2 separate regions of the Zea mays genome follow, and region 2 is linked to region 1. Evidence: chromatin contacts called from public Hi-C data. All regions are on one chromosome and are shown on one strand. The core of a region is the stretch at or near the end of the contact, and the rest is flanking DNA. Distances in the headings are between cores, read along the strand shown. Region 1 has its middle 47 kb from the start of LOC542488. Region 2 overlaps LOC100283836.

What was found. Hi-C and Micro-C count contacts between places; a contact is called where the count stands out from the background.
Region 2: a Hi-C map of leaf shows a contact between it and region 1, with 4 times the contacts expected there. The contact joins two enhancer-like sites. A contact is called at or near these places in 4 of 25 Hi-C or Micro-C datasets (ear, leaf, root tip and 1 more).

The regions. Positions count from the first base shown.
Region 1 is chr1:158,720,132-158,727,513 of Zm-B73-REFERENCE-NAM-5.0, forward strand. No RefSeq gene overlaps it. Among protein-coding and RNA genes, the nearest start is that of LOC542488, 47 kb to the left of the region's middle. Within about 2 kb of position 4,635, at least 16 of the 20 cell types and tissues checked have an H3K27ac peak or open chromatin away from gene starts, as enhancers often do. A contact at or near this core is called in ear, leaf and tassel, where this site is marked.
Region 2 is chr1:158,892,778-158,900,159 of Zm-B73-REFERENCE-NAM-5.0, forward strand. LOC100283836 reads right to left here. Exons shown (of 8, transcript NM_001156734.1): 6 at 6,725-6,773; 7 at 6,461-6,631; 8 at 5,288-5,692. The coding sequence ends at 5,569. Among protein-coding and RNA genes, the nearest start is that of LOC100283836, 8.1 kb to the right of the region's middle. Within about 2 kb of position 4,899, at least 19 of the 20 cell types and tissues checked have an H3K27ac peak or open chromatin away from gene starts, as enhancers often do. A contact at or near this core is called in ear, leaf and tassel, where this site is marked.

The sequences.
Region 1 (7,382 bases), core at 3,385-5,884:
GCTGACGGCCGTCAGTCTTTGCCGAGAGCCAACTGCTGGCACTCGGCAAAGCGTGCTTTGCCGAGTGTCTGCTCTAGACACTCGGCAAAGTATTTTTTTATTTTGTCTCTCAAAATTTTTGTGGTATGTTCCTACACTATGTAGACCTACATGTATCATTTGTGGACAATTTTAACAGAGTTTTCAATCGTTAGTAGATTTAGTTCGTTTATTTGAATTTCTTCGGAAAATTTAGATTTGAACTGCAGGTCACTCGAAACTTGGAAAACCGTGCATGCAAAAATGATATTCATGTTACTTAGCATAAGTTACGACCGATTCCAGGAGCGGACCGGAAACTTCGAGCAACATGCTCACTAAACATGGCCGTGAACTTGCCATCCACATGTTTAAAAATTGTATAAAACACAAACAAAGTCAGAAAATCCTGAAACTTGTCCACGTGTCATGATATCATATGTACAGGCTGCGATAAAAATTTTAGAATGTTTGGAGAAAGTGGTGGGACACTATGTGTAGAAACCTAAGACAACTACATTGAAACTCTATGATTTCATGTGTAGTTCTCTTAGATTTCTACACATAGTGTCCCACAACTTTCTCCAAACATTCTAAAATTTTTATCGCAGCCTGAACATATGATATCATGACACGTGGACAAGTTTCAGGATTTTCTGACTTTGTTTGTGTTTTATACAATTTTTAAACATGTGGATGGCAAGTTCACGGCCATGTTTAGTGAGCATGTTGCTCGAAGTTTCCGGTCCGCTCCTGGAATCGGTCGTAACTTATGCTAAGTAACATGAATATAATTTTTGCATGCACGGTTTTCCAAGTTTCGAGTGACCTGCAGTTCAAATCTAAATTTTCCGAAGAAATTCAAATAAACGAACTAAATCTAATAGTTATAAAAAACACTTTTATAATTATACCAAAATGGTACTTGTAGGTCTACATAGTGTAGGAACACACCACAAAAAGTTTGGTTTCCAAAAATAAAAAAAATAAAATATACTTTGCCGAGTGCTGTCGAGTTAGCACTCGGCAAAGAAGGCTTTGCCGAGTGTCTGTCCTTATGCACTCGGCAAAGTCTGTACAACACATCTTTGTCGAGTGCTCTACAGCTAGCACTCGGCAAAGGCGCCTTTGCCGAGTGCCCTAGATCCAGCACTCGACAAAGTTTATTTTTTATTTTTTAAAAAATCTTTGCCGAGTGCCGGATCGCGGGCACTCGGCAAAGAACGTTTTAATAGCTATTACGGCGCCCTCACTCACTGTCTCTCTCTCACTCTCACTATCTCTCTCACGCTCGCTCGCTCGCCGCCGTCGCGCCGCCCCGCCGTCGCGCCGCCACCCGCCGTTGAGCCGCCCGCCGTCGCGCCGCCACCCGCCGTCGAGCCGCCAGCCGTCGAGCCGCCCGCCGTCGAGCCACCCGCCGTCGAGCCGCCCGCCGTCGCGCCCGCGGCGAGGACCGCCGCCCGCCGTAGCGCCCGCGGCGAGCACCGCCAGCCGCTCGCGCTCGCCGCGCCCACCGCGCCCACGGTCGTCGCGCCCGCCGCGCCCACCGCCGTCGTCGCGCACGGCGAGCACCGCCGCGCCCACCGCCGTCGTCGCGCGCCCGTGGCGACCACCGCCGCGCCCACCGCCGTCGTCGCGCGCCCGTGGCGACCACCGCCGCCGTCGTCGCGCCGCTGGCCTCCCAGCCGGTATATTCCCCTTTGTTTCTTGTTTTATTTTATTTTCTGTTTTTATTTCTTTTTTATTTCAAATTATAAATTCGAATTCAATTCAAATTTCACATACTAATGCTTAATTCATGAGAGAAAGGAGAAACAAAACAATTCACTCATATCAACATTTGAAAATCTTTATGTTTATTAACTTCTAATTTTAGAGTATGTTTTAACTTCTAGTTTTGAGATCCAAATCTAATTATGACAACTCACAATATAGAGTTGTATAGAGTATAGTCCTTATAAATATATGAGCAATGCACATGCATAGGACACCTTTCGGCGATTCACGTGCTGTCACTACCTTCAAAGTGCTTAGTCTTTGATGTGGTGTCTACGACGTGCTGTAAGAAGCTCGTCGTGGACATGCACTACGAGGCACGCATCCAGGCCATCGTCACTTACCACGGCTCCGTCCTTGGGGAGAAGGTGAACAAGAAGGACGCCCAAACCATGTCGTTGACTCCGGACCAGTACTTGCAGGTAAATACAAAACTTTATTATTGGTACTAAATATGCTTATTTTTTTCTTCTGATATGCTGTGTACTTATATTTTTTAGATGATTCCTCATTGGTGCGCCGCGCATCCTGAGTGCTGGGAGCAGATGGTGCAGAGGTGGTGCTCGGCTGAGTGGGATGAGGCGCACAACGCTAGCCGGGAACGGCGTTTGCTGATGCAAGGTCCCTCCCACCATCAAGGCAGCCGCAGCCTGGGCAAATACGCGGAAGCATGGGTACACGCTCTTTTTTATTTAGGTATATAACTTTCGATTAGACATGATTTCTAACCATCTCGTTGGTTTTCTCGCAGTCGGCGGCACATGGTGGCGCACCTTGCTCCACGTTCTCGGCATATGCCATGGCCCACAAGGGGAAGGCGACGTCCGATGTCACCTACAACCCAGATGACGGGCCCGAGGCATACACCAACCCCGCCATCCACAGCCGACTCAGTGAGTACACCGCCATGGCCAAGGAGGTCCACGGGCCAGATTACGATCCGAGGACCGAGGACATCGACGGAGATGTCCTCATGAGGGTCGGAGGAGGCAAGAGGCATGGGCGATACTGGATTGCCGACGGGGCAATCGACTCGTCCTCTACTCCCACTCTCTCTCAGGTGCGAGCAAGGAGCACGAGCGCGAGCCCAGCCATACGACCTCAGTAGGACACCTCACAACATCGTATCCAGCAACTCCAGGTTATTCCTTATCTATTCATCGTTCATTGATTTTTATATATCTTCTCTTTGCATTATCATAACATTAGGGCGAAATATTACAGACTCAGCTAGATGATGAGAGGAGGCAACGTGAGGAGCTGGAGAAGAGGATGGTGGAGATGTTCGCGTACATGCAGAGCCTTGGCGCCGCACAGGGTCATGCTCCACCACTCCGTTGTTCCCTGCAGCTGACCCTACAGAGTTCACTACTCCTGTGAGTATCAAAATTTTAGTACTGCATGATATATATTCATATGTTCTCACACATACAATCTCTTCTCTGTGCAGGGTCAATCGGCGGCGTCGAACAACCCTCATGTTTCGTCCAGCCCTTCGCCGAACCAGTCCAGATGCCCACCTCGTTGATGATTTGTTTTGTGATGATCCAGACTTACCTTTATGAGTGTTGGTGATGTTAGTTACACTTTATCTTGTGAGATACTTGGTGATGTTAGTGATGATGCAGACTTATATCTGTTTTGTGATGATCCTGACTTTAGTGAGACTTGTGATCTGTTTTGTGAGACTTTAGTGAGACTTTGTGATATATATGGTGTTGATGATAAATATGTTCATTCTGTGATGTGCTTGATATATAATGTGATGTGAATGATATATATCTTTTGTTTGTTTGGATGGAACAACAAAAGCAAATAAAAAAGGGACATCCTGGTCACTTTGCCGAGTGTAACACTCGGCAAAGGGTCGCTTTGCCGAGTTCTATGACCATGGCACTCGACAAAGAAGGAAACCTGGGAACCGGTAAAGCCATCTTTGCCGAGTGCTGACAATGGCACTCGGCAAAGAAGGAAACCTGGGAACCGGCAAAGACATCTTTGCCGAGTGCTTTTGCCAAGGCACTCGGCAAAGATACTGGCAAAGGGGCCCACTGGAGGGTTCTTTGCCGAGTGCCTGTCCACCAGACACTCGGCAAAGAAGCCTCCTTTGCCGAGTGTCGCAGGAGGCACTCGGCAAAGGATCCGTCACCGTCACTTGGCGCCGTGACGGTGACTTTTCTTTGCCGAGTGCCCGACAAAAAGTACTCGGCAAAGATGTTGTTGCCGATGTACAGTTCGCCGAGCGTTCTTTGCCGAGTGTAACACTCGGCAAAGCATTTACCGAGTGTAAAATAGCCTTTGCCTTGTGTTTGAGACACACGGCAAAGGAGCTGATTCCGGTAGTGCCGTGTCTAGACGTGCGATTTCAACAGCAACAATAAAAGCTGCCACTAGTGTTCGACTAGCTCTCCTGCAGAATCTGCGCCAAACATGGACATAAGTAGCATTGACACTGAGAGGTTAACCAGACAGACCCCTGATCGAACTGCCGTGAGCGATCGAACGGCACTATAGTCCACGTAAGGTACTGTACTGCATTCAACTAGAGGGTGCACGGAACGAAGCTAGGTGGTTAGTACGTACGTACTTCCCGGTGACATAATGATGGAGCACCAGCATATAGCATATATAGCTGCTGTTCTGGTATATATGTACTCTAGTACATACACACGTACATATATATATATATATATGCATGATATACATACATGCATGCATGCATGCGTGCGTGCATTTATATTCGTACGCACAAATCACGGGTGCATGACTGGTATGTACTCTGTTCGTGCGTAGTATATATGCGGGCACGCAGGCACGTACAGAGCAGCAGGCCACCCGGCCAGACCGCCAGGCACAACACAACACTCTACACCGCGGTGTGCAGCTACAGGACACGCGCGGTTGGTCCCGGCCGGCCGGCCGGTGTGCAAATGCATGCATGCATGCATGCACACGGTGACAAAACCATGATGTGATCCATTGACAGCACCGTTGCAATTGCAAGCAACGCAAACGCAGGGGGCAGGCCCCTCCCTCCTTCTCTTGCAGTAGCTGCAGCTCTGCTGCATTATTGAAGCCGGCCGGCCGGCCTGGGCAAGGAGGGGGACCTCGACGGCGAGAGGACGCATGCATGCATGTCGTCCTGATGGATCGATCTCACAGTCGGGTACACGTCGGCCCGGCCGGTATATGTATATATGTAGTAGATGAAGGTGCGTGTTCATCGTCAAGTACGCTTTGTTCGTTTATTAAACTTAAGGAAACGTACTTGCATTGGTTATCGGCCACCGGTTTAGCTATGGTGTATCGCGGTCACGGGCGCAATAATGCACGCACGTACGCACGCGCGCGCATATATGCATGGATGATGGATCGATGGATGGGACGGACTCGAACGTATGGTAGTTTTTAGAGGGTGTGGGTCTCGGTCGCGGTGTGTGGCGTTGGCGCATTATTGTGCATATGCATGCATGCAGGAAGGCGCCCAGGCCCAGCAGTAGGGGTCGTAGATGCTTCTAGTGGTCACCGGCGGCCGTCGGCCGGGCGACGGACGCGTCGTCGTCGTCGAGACAACATGCGTCCAGTGGCGCCCGCGCCCGTGCGTGAGTTGTCACGGCCGCGACTCGTGGGAGCGGCATGCATATGCGTGTGGTCGTTTTTTATTTTTGTACGGTACTGTCGCGACGACGACGTCGTTACCGTGCATGCGCCCCGTGAATCGTGAGGGTCAACCGGTTTGTACGTTTCCCAGCAGCTGCATATAGGGTAGGCCAGTAGATGGCGGGATTTTTTTGTACGTGTGTATAGTAGGAGCAGGGAGTATATATGTAGGACGACCGACGACGGTAGGAGTATATGCATGCATGCACAGCACACCCTGTCTACGTACGTACGTACGTACGTAACGCATGTGCGTGTCCAGTAAAACCGCATGCAGCACCACACTGCTTCTACTTGTCGTTACTGATGCGTGCGTACAGTACAGATACGCGTCGCTGGATTATATATTAATTATTGCGTTGTGCTGTGCCCACGGTCACGGGTCGTTGCGTGTGCGTGTTTCCCTCTCTACGCTCTCCCTTCTAAATCGTAAATCGTTCTATTTTCAAAATAAATAAATAAATAAATAAATTAGACTATGCATTTAGGTGTATTAAATTAAACGACTTATAGCTTAGGAAAAGAAAGATATGGTCCATTCACTCATGTGTTATGCGTACTAGACCAATTTGGTAACGAGGAATATGCTTCATTCATTCATATTTAATGCATAGGCCCTATGTACGTTCTATCGCATACGAAATTTAAGGCCAGAAAGCTCATTCTGGTACCTTGGGCCACCTAGATGTATTGCTTAACAGATAGACTTTTAGAATGCAGAAATTTTATAGGAATTATTGTTGGCCCTCATCCGGACGCCAATCACTGTGTTGAAAATCGATGGTGATGCTCTCCTCATAGGCGCGGACGATCCGCGGATAGGGGCCGGACTGTCCGACCTGGCGCAGGGCTCGTGTTCCCTGTCTGACAAGCCGGACGGTCGCGCGTGCGCAGGGGCGGCGGAGTTTGTCGGCAGCGCCTGGATCTCACTCCTGGGAGGGACCCCGTCGAGGAGGAGAGGTCCTAGGCTTTATCTATGGTCGGCAGGCCGACATAGACACCTCTAATCGACGTAGAGCCGAAGAGATGCGGGGAATTTGGGGATTGATAGGCTAAACTAGAACTAAACTAGAGCTACTCCTAAATCTATAAGATAAAATGCGAATTGTATTGATTGTAGGTTCGATTGTTCATCCCAATCGACCGTATTCCTCTATATTTATAGAGGAGGGGGTCTGGACCCATTACAAACCAATCTCCCGAGTTAATTCCACGAATTTAGCTAACAACCGTTGCAAGAAACTCGGAACTCTAACAGGCTCTGCGCGCGCGGACCGTCCGTCCTTCCTATTTTGGTGCTCAACATATGTTCCCCTGCCTTTTGGCGGAGCTGAGCGAACCAAAAGTAACTAACTCGATGCGATCACATCGGTTTTCTTAGGCATCTTGCCACATACTAGGATAATACTGCTTGAGGAAACATCCATTTAACGCCTTAGGAAAGTCTCTGCCTTGTAATGTTTGCAACAAGTAGGCATTATCAGACATCACCTGCATGACCTTGTAAGGTCCTTCCCAGCTTGGCGACCACTTCCCAAACTTCCGGTCTTTATTCCTTAGAGGCAAGATAGTCTTCCATACCAGGTCCCCTACCTGGAACGATTTAGCCTTGACCTTCATGTTGTAAGCTTTGACAACTATGGTCTTGTCCTTTTCTATTTCTCCTAAAGCTGTCAATCTCTTGTCGGTCACTTCACCAATATTGTCCATCATTGAATTATAATAATCACCAACACTTAGATCATTTTGCTTGGCGAACCTGACAACATTTAAGCTTATTTCCACAGGCAACACTGCTTCCTGTCCATAGACAAGCTCAAACGGAGATACTTTAGTAGCACTATGTTTAGATATCCTATGAGCCCATAAAGCTTCTGACAAAATTCTATGGCACTGTTTAGGATGATCAAATATTTTCTTCTTTACCA
Region 2 (7,382 bases), core at 3,649-6,148, 170 kb after region 1:
GCTAAAGTCATACCTTGCTTTTTCATTTGCATCTCTTTGACACTTTACACAAAACAATATGTGTTGAGCATATAATCACCAAAACATTTATAGAAATGGCCGAAAGGTACATTCCCTTTCAACGATGGCATAAGAGACCTACAAGAACATGACGATGGCAAATTTTCGAGCGCAACATGAGTCCTCCATGGCGATACCTGGAGGAGTTGGGAAAGCTAAGGGGTCCCTAACGACGTCTCCAAGGAGGTTAGCGGCTTCGAAGGCGTCACTGTCGCTGCACATACTACATATGGCATGGCTTTCGCATGGTTACCCCAAACCCCGGTCTCCTGGCAACGAGGAAGGAGGCCCAGACCATACTCCTCTCAGGCGACCAGAGACGACGATGACGGTCGACGGTAGAAGTGCAACCATGAAGGCGAGGAGACGATGAGGGCCCAAGGGAGCAGAATCTGCTAAAGCCGACGCCCACTATAGTGGCAGGGGCTGAGCTGCCAATGGAGCTGGCCACGTGTGTTGCGCGCGAGCCGCGGTGCCACGAGTGCGCCGACATGCGGCAAGCTGTTGATGTGGTGGTGCCATGAGCGTCACCACGCGCTGTGCAAACCGTCGATGCCACGCTAAGAGTGCCACTACACATAGATCCTGTCGGAACAGACCCAGCACCAGGAGGATGGATCCGGCACTAGGGTGGTGGGATCTGGCGATCACGGCCAGGGTCCCACGGTAGCGATGAGGCTGGTGGCCGGATCTAGCAGCACGGTGCCACGATGCGCGACGATGAGGAAACCCAGACAGAGGAGCAGAAGCGACCAGAGGCCGGCGTCAGGTGGATCTAGCTAGAGGGAGGCGGTTAGCCCGACGCGCGCCAGGACTGGTCGGCGAGAGGCGTGGCGGTCGGGACAGGCAGGGCTAGAGCTAAGATTTCGGTGGCTCGGGGCGAACATAAAAATTAGGCCTCATATATAGGTTAATATTTTTTAGTGTACATATATATAATGTTATATTATATTGATAACAATTAATGTGATATAAAAATATTATATCAAATAAATTTTACAATACCTCAAAAGTTTCTTCTAACATTTCTTGAGACAAAATCATCAATGATTGTGTTAATATTAATCTTATCTAATATTTTTTCTCAATATGCAAGATGGCCAAATGATTCAATCGTTCTTGAGAGATTTTATAGACCTCATACAATTCTTCAATTATTTGAATATAAAAAAACTCATTTTTATTCGATGCCACCATGACAGGTATAGTAAATAATATTTTATAAGCTAGAGAAACATTATGATAGTAATCCATCTTATTGACATACTTAAATATCTTCGTAGAAGACATAGGTGGTTCTAGCAAACTTAACTTCAAAACTCTCAACTTAGAGATTAGATTATTTAACTCAACATTAAGTATCTTGTTAGCTATATAATTAATTGTAAGCTATGGGGCCTATAGGATTTGGGGGCTTGGCCCTAGGGGCAGCGGTGACTAGATAGAGACACGACCGGCGTCCGAAGGATCCAACCGGCGGGAGGCAAAGAAGATGGCAGCACCGGCGTCGAGGAAGAGGGGGGCGAGGGGACAGAGAGGGGTGGGCCGCCGCTGGCGGTGGTGTCTGACAACCCTAGGGTTTGGGGGGTGCTGGCGCAAACTCAGGAAGAATACTGACAAGGTGAGTGTCTAAAAAATTTATAGTGTAAAATTTAGAGACTATTACCATCCCTAATTATGAGTGATTTTAGTGAGATTATATCTCCTTTTTTTCTCTCTCGCTCCGTCCTGTCAATATGCTACGTAGTACCTTGAGCAGCGCAGAGATTTATAGATTCTATCTATATACATACATTAGGCAGTAGCACAGACTCCTTTGCCACGTCAGCGCGTCGCGCTGGCTATGCCCCTGCTACTGCTAGCCTGCCACTCGGTCCGGCGGCCCGGCCCACACGCGCGCGAGCGGCTCTTCGGCACGGCACGAGTGGACGCATGGATGATAGCGACGGATCCAGCAGCAGCACGAGCCGACGAGGCGACGACGACGACGACCCTGCCTGCGGCTGCCACAGGCACAGCTGCACGGCGCGGTGGCTACGACGATCCATGCATGGCATGAGGGACCAGCAGCATGGTGGTGTGTCCAGGCCTCCGGGGAGAGCACAGTCCGTGTTTCTGGCCACGACGTGCATGCATGGGCCAGAGGCCCAGAGATCTCTGCTCGGCCACCCGGCTGCTCTGCTGCAGGCCCTGCTCTGATAGTCTGATGGGAATCATGGGATACGCGACGCCACGGGGAGCCGAGCTGGAGAGAAGGGTACATACCCATCCCGACCGAAATAACTGACCGTACGTCCTACATTTTCTAAAAGCTCCTTATTCGGCTTTACTTTAATCCATATTGATTTCTACTGCTTCTATAGTTTAAATTACAGTTGCATTAGTCTAAACTGCTAGCATCGGCACACATGAGGACGGACACGGACCTGATCGACAGGCCGCTGCTGCGCGAGCTAGCAGGAGTATCTTGCCGCCTGCTCAACAGCAACAGAAGCCTTGGCGCGCCGTTGCTGTCCGTCAGTACTCAGCATTGTTGACAGCAGGAAGGAAGGGGCGGACGGACGGACGGGTAACGTCGCTGTCCGTCAGTCCTCACTCACTAGTCCAGTCCTGCAGTGCGACCCGCCCGGGACAGCGAGTGGGGCCCCGCCTCCCCGCGCGCGCCGGGCGGGGGCGGCGGGCCCGGCACCGGCACCGGCACTGGCACTGGCAGGGGGGCACCGCCGGCGTGCGTAGCGGGGCGGTTGTCTCTTCTGCTTCTGGCCTCACCACCACCACACCGTCCAGTCCAGTACTGCTAGCACCAGCTGGGGAAGAACAACTGAAACAAACAACTGTGTCACGTACGTACGAACGTACGTCGGGACGATTAGGACTAATACCGGCTGCCATCATGGCAGCCTGGCACACTACACACACAGGCATCGACGTCGTACCCACGCCATCATTCGTGTCCGTATTGCAGGAGGCCCGGGGCCTACACCGGATTTTTTTTTAAAAAAAATTATAGTATATTCGTTTCTAGTGATCTATTGAAAAAAAAATAGTCACTACATGGCACAAGAAGTTTTCTTATGACGTATAACCAAGCTCATCACAATCAACCATATGATCGCTCTAATGACCTATTATAAGATTCGAATGAACTAGGTTGTAGTGAGCTTCAACGCCACAATCACACAGCCATAGGATCGGCCCCTTTTGCCTTGGCTAAGCTCTGCCCAACGATACTTAGATCCGTAGACCCGCTCGGTGAAACAAAACTTCTAATATATGTGCTATAAACGATGATAGATTGTTAACTCTAGGAAGATAAATATAGGTTTAGGAGAAACAAAGGTACACTTACTAAGCATGTGCCTATAAGCGTAATTAATCTACCTAAACAAATCTGCTTGTACATCAAAACAAAAACTGATTCAACCCATATAACCAGGGTTACAGAATACACTTAACATAGACCAAAATAACGTTTATAAATTGAGTAGAAGGGAGGTATACCTCGCTATCAAAGGTCTATTGATCAAATACAAGCATCCAAGGTTGAATTAACTGATTGGAGAAGATTAAAAGAATTAGGCAGTGAAGGAGAGAGATGAGAAACATGCGAGGTCCGCCTGTGCCAGACAGTTGGCTAAATTCATCTAAATTGGAGTTCAGCACTATAGACTACTCCCTCCGTTTTATTTTAGTTGACGTTGGATAGTGCAAAATTGAACTATCCAGCGACAACTAAAAAGAAACAGAGGGAGTATATATTATTGTCGTCGAGGTCGAAATCAAGATCTATAGCGTTAATATCACAGCATAACCCCAGAACTACGGTCACGTCCGCGCCTATTTGTACCGACGTACCGTAATAACTCACCTTATGACATGTAGTGTTGATTTGCATAACCTCAAACCGTATGATTTAAACACGATAATAGCCCTAATACGAATATGAACATGGGTTTTTGAGAGGGTGGGGGGAGCTAAACACACACACACACACACAAATATCGGTGGACCTACCGGACGGACGGACGGTGTCGGCGTCGGCGTACATGGCGCGCATCATGCGATGCATGGGTCCAGTCGCCCAGCAGCGGTCGTCGCGTCCCGACCGCTCGCTCTCGGAACAACACGTCGTGCGAGGGGAGAAATTAATAAACCGGGCGGGGCGAGAGGCCGGGATGGATGAGCGAGCCACATGCATGGTCCCCGATGGGGTCTGTCCACCCCACCGCTCGCTCGTCGTCTTTCCTGTCCTCTCGGCCATACCAGGTAGGCAGGTACGTGCGTGAATGAAACGAATGATGAGCATTGAGTATGTAGACTCGGTCACTTGTGCACGTACGTACGCGTACGAGTAGTGTGCATGCATGTCGAAAGCAACCGTGGGCGACGTGTACGTCGCAGCGTACGCTTGATGAGGCCAATCATGGAGACAGGTACTACGTACGCTTTGCTATACGACGTACAGCTACGGGACGGGAGTGAGGCAGACACTGTAATATAAACAGTGAGTGGGCAGCGGAAGGGCCGGGGGTCCAACAAGCGATAGGAAACGAATTAAGGTGTGTGTGCACGTCACGCGGGGACCATCCGAACCCATATGCATGCATGGATGCTACTGCAGTACTGCTATCTAGCACTGGTCTGTCAGCCGGTCAATCACAACTTCACAAGGAGATAGATGAAGTGGAGGGAGCTGATCGAGCTGAGAGGTCGGGGTCACCCCCGGCCGGCAGCGTAGACTTGATGGACTCGTGGCCGTGGCACGTACCACTGGGGCCACACGCCACTACCGGCGCAAGCAGCCGCTGCAACGCATATGCCATGCCCCCGGCTATGTGACGATGCGCTCGGCGGGCATGTGGCTACCAGGTAAAGCAGGCGCATTGGCTGCTCTGCTCAGTGCCAGTCTGCGCCTCTGCGGGCGGGCGACCGACCGGGTTGGACGCGTCCCATCCACCGGCCGCCGTCCTCCAGTCAGTGCCCGCGCCACCAGCACCAGCGCGTACGGGGCCGGCAAAAGTCGCCGCCCCGCACCGCCGGGCAGGCCGGGCCCTGACCTGCTGCAGCGCAACTAGCCAACTAGGTGGTATCCAAGATCATCTGGCACCGGCACCAGTAGCTCTAATTCGAAAAGGGAGTAGTAGCACAGGACGGCTAAAAGCACCCGCAGCAGCATCAATCAAACTCGAAAGACGGAAACGCAACAGGTCCCAGTGAACGGGCCGTGGCCCAGCAAGCAAGCATCATGCTACACTGTACTGCAGGTTCCAATGTTCAGCACCATCAACACGATCACTGGTTCCTCAAACATCACTCGAGATCAAAAGCATGCATAGCACAGACGACAGTGGCAGTCTAGCAGTATGCGCTAATACTTAGCACAAACGGAACTTAGCAATACAACATCGACCCCCAAAGGGGGGTAAGTTTAGTGAGCTCGGTCTGACAAAGACATAGGACTGATGACCGCATGCGCATACCATTCATATTGTAGCATCCATCGGTCGATCAGTCACTGGCAACAGGAGAATCGTCGGCGGACCTGGAGCGGGATCCAGGAGGTGAGCCCGAGTACTCCTTGGGGGACCTGCGGTGCAGAGGAGATCCATCGCTGTCTGCTGGGGGCGACCTCCTATCAACATTAATACCATTGTTAGAGGCTTCAAGAGATCTTACTAGTTGCTGCATGGTTAGGCTAATACTCGGCACGTTTTTTTACATTGATTTACGCATTTCACAGTCCATGCAACAATAGTATTTATCTGTGTTTATAGTACTCCTGTCCCAAAATAAGTGCCCTTCTCGTTTCCCCAAGAGTCAGCCGCTTTTAACTTTGATCAAATATGTACAAGGAAATATTAACAATTATGTTAAATAGACCACTAAATCTATTTTTACAGTAAACGTATTTGGAGATATGCATGTTGTTAAATTTTTTTTTTTACAAATCTAGTCAAACTTACGAAATTTTGACCAGCACGAATATCGAATACCATAGACACTTATCTTAGGACGGACGCAGTATACATAAAGTCCTCCAACCCACTTGTGTCTTATGATGGTTCATCAAAATAAAAATTTCCTTGCTACAAGAGCATTCAAGGGGACTACAATACATAGCTGTGCTTCGAACATGTAAAAGTGAATTTGGAGTCTGCAGCAACACCTGGTGGGAGGATGAATGAAATCACTACTGGTATTTCCTAACCCAGTAGTATCAAATGATATTTTGAACAGGTAGCAAGTTTCAGTGACCTAGTTGCCAGATTAGACTAAGATGCAACCAATAATAAGGTAGGTGGGAGCAAAGGTACAGTACATATTAATAAATAAAAGAAACTCTCGATTTATATATATGGACAGACGAAGCCAGATTTATGAGCAGCAATGAATAACTTACTTCTCATAAACATTGTCAGCATCATCTCTACTGGCAGGAGAGTAGGACCTCCGCTTCTTATCTTCATCATGCTCCTTTGGCAGGCGCCTGGGAGGAGATGAGCGATGGGCTTCCTGTCTCCTTGGAGAGGCAGAGTAGTCATTCCCCCGCCTTGGAGCAGGAGAGTATGATCTGCTTGAAAAAAGTAACAGAATGAAAAAACAAAAGGTGAAAGGTTCCGCAGATCTCAAGAACTTTTACAAGCCTTATGTCAGCCAAGCATACCTCGACCGAGGACGGCCCCGATAGCGAGGAGAGCGAGAACGAGACCGACCTACATGGAAGATGAGAAGCTATCAGTACTTTTGGTACCTCGGCAAGAGGAAATTTCATGCTTCAACTTTTCACAAGAAAATTTTCATATTGGATACATAATCCTGAGATGCTATTCGTGATTTTCGAAGGCACTTGTGCATGAAGCATTTTTTTATTTTTTAAAGAAAGAGGGCTTTAACATACACACATCATCTATGAAAAGCGGAAACAGATCTAGAATTTTATTGGTTGGTGCAGACATATCAGTCCCATGTATTACAGCGATATTTGATAAAGGCACTTGATAGCAGTCATCATAGTACCAGAAGACTAGCAGGAAAATGTAAAAATGATATGTAAAACTAATAAGGTGCACAAGAGAAATGGCGCATGAAGGCTAACTAATATGTCCTGACCAATCATGCCTTGTCACATAAAAACAAGTTAATGTTTCTCATTTTGATGAAGTGGACTAACCATAGCAGAATAAATTAAACTACGGAAGGCATAAACAGGCTCCACGGTAAGCACTCAAACATTCCATCTAATTACAAAAGTATATCTAACTTGACATAATAACCAACCCCTCAGGATTACTGGCAGAAACTTCTAACTTTGAGGTGATTGC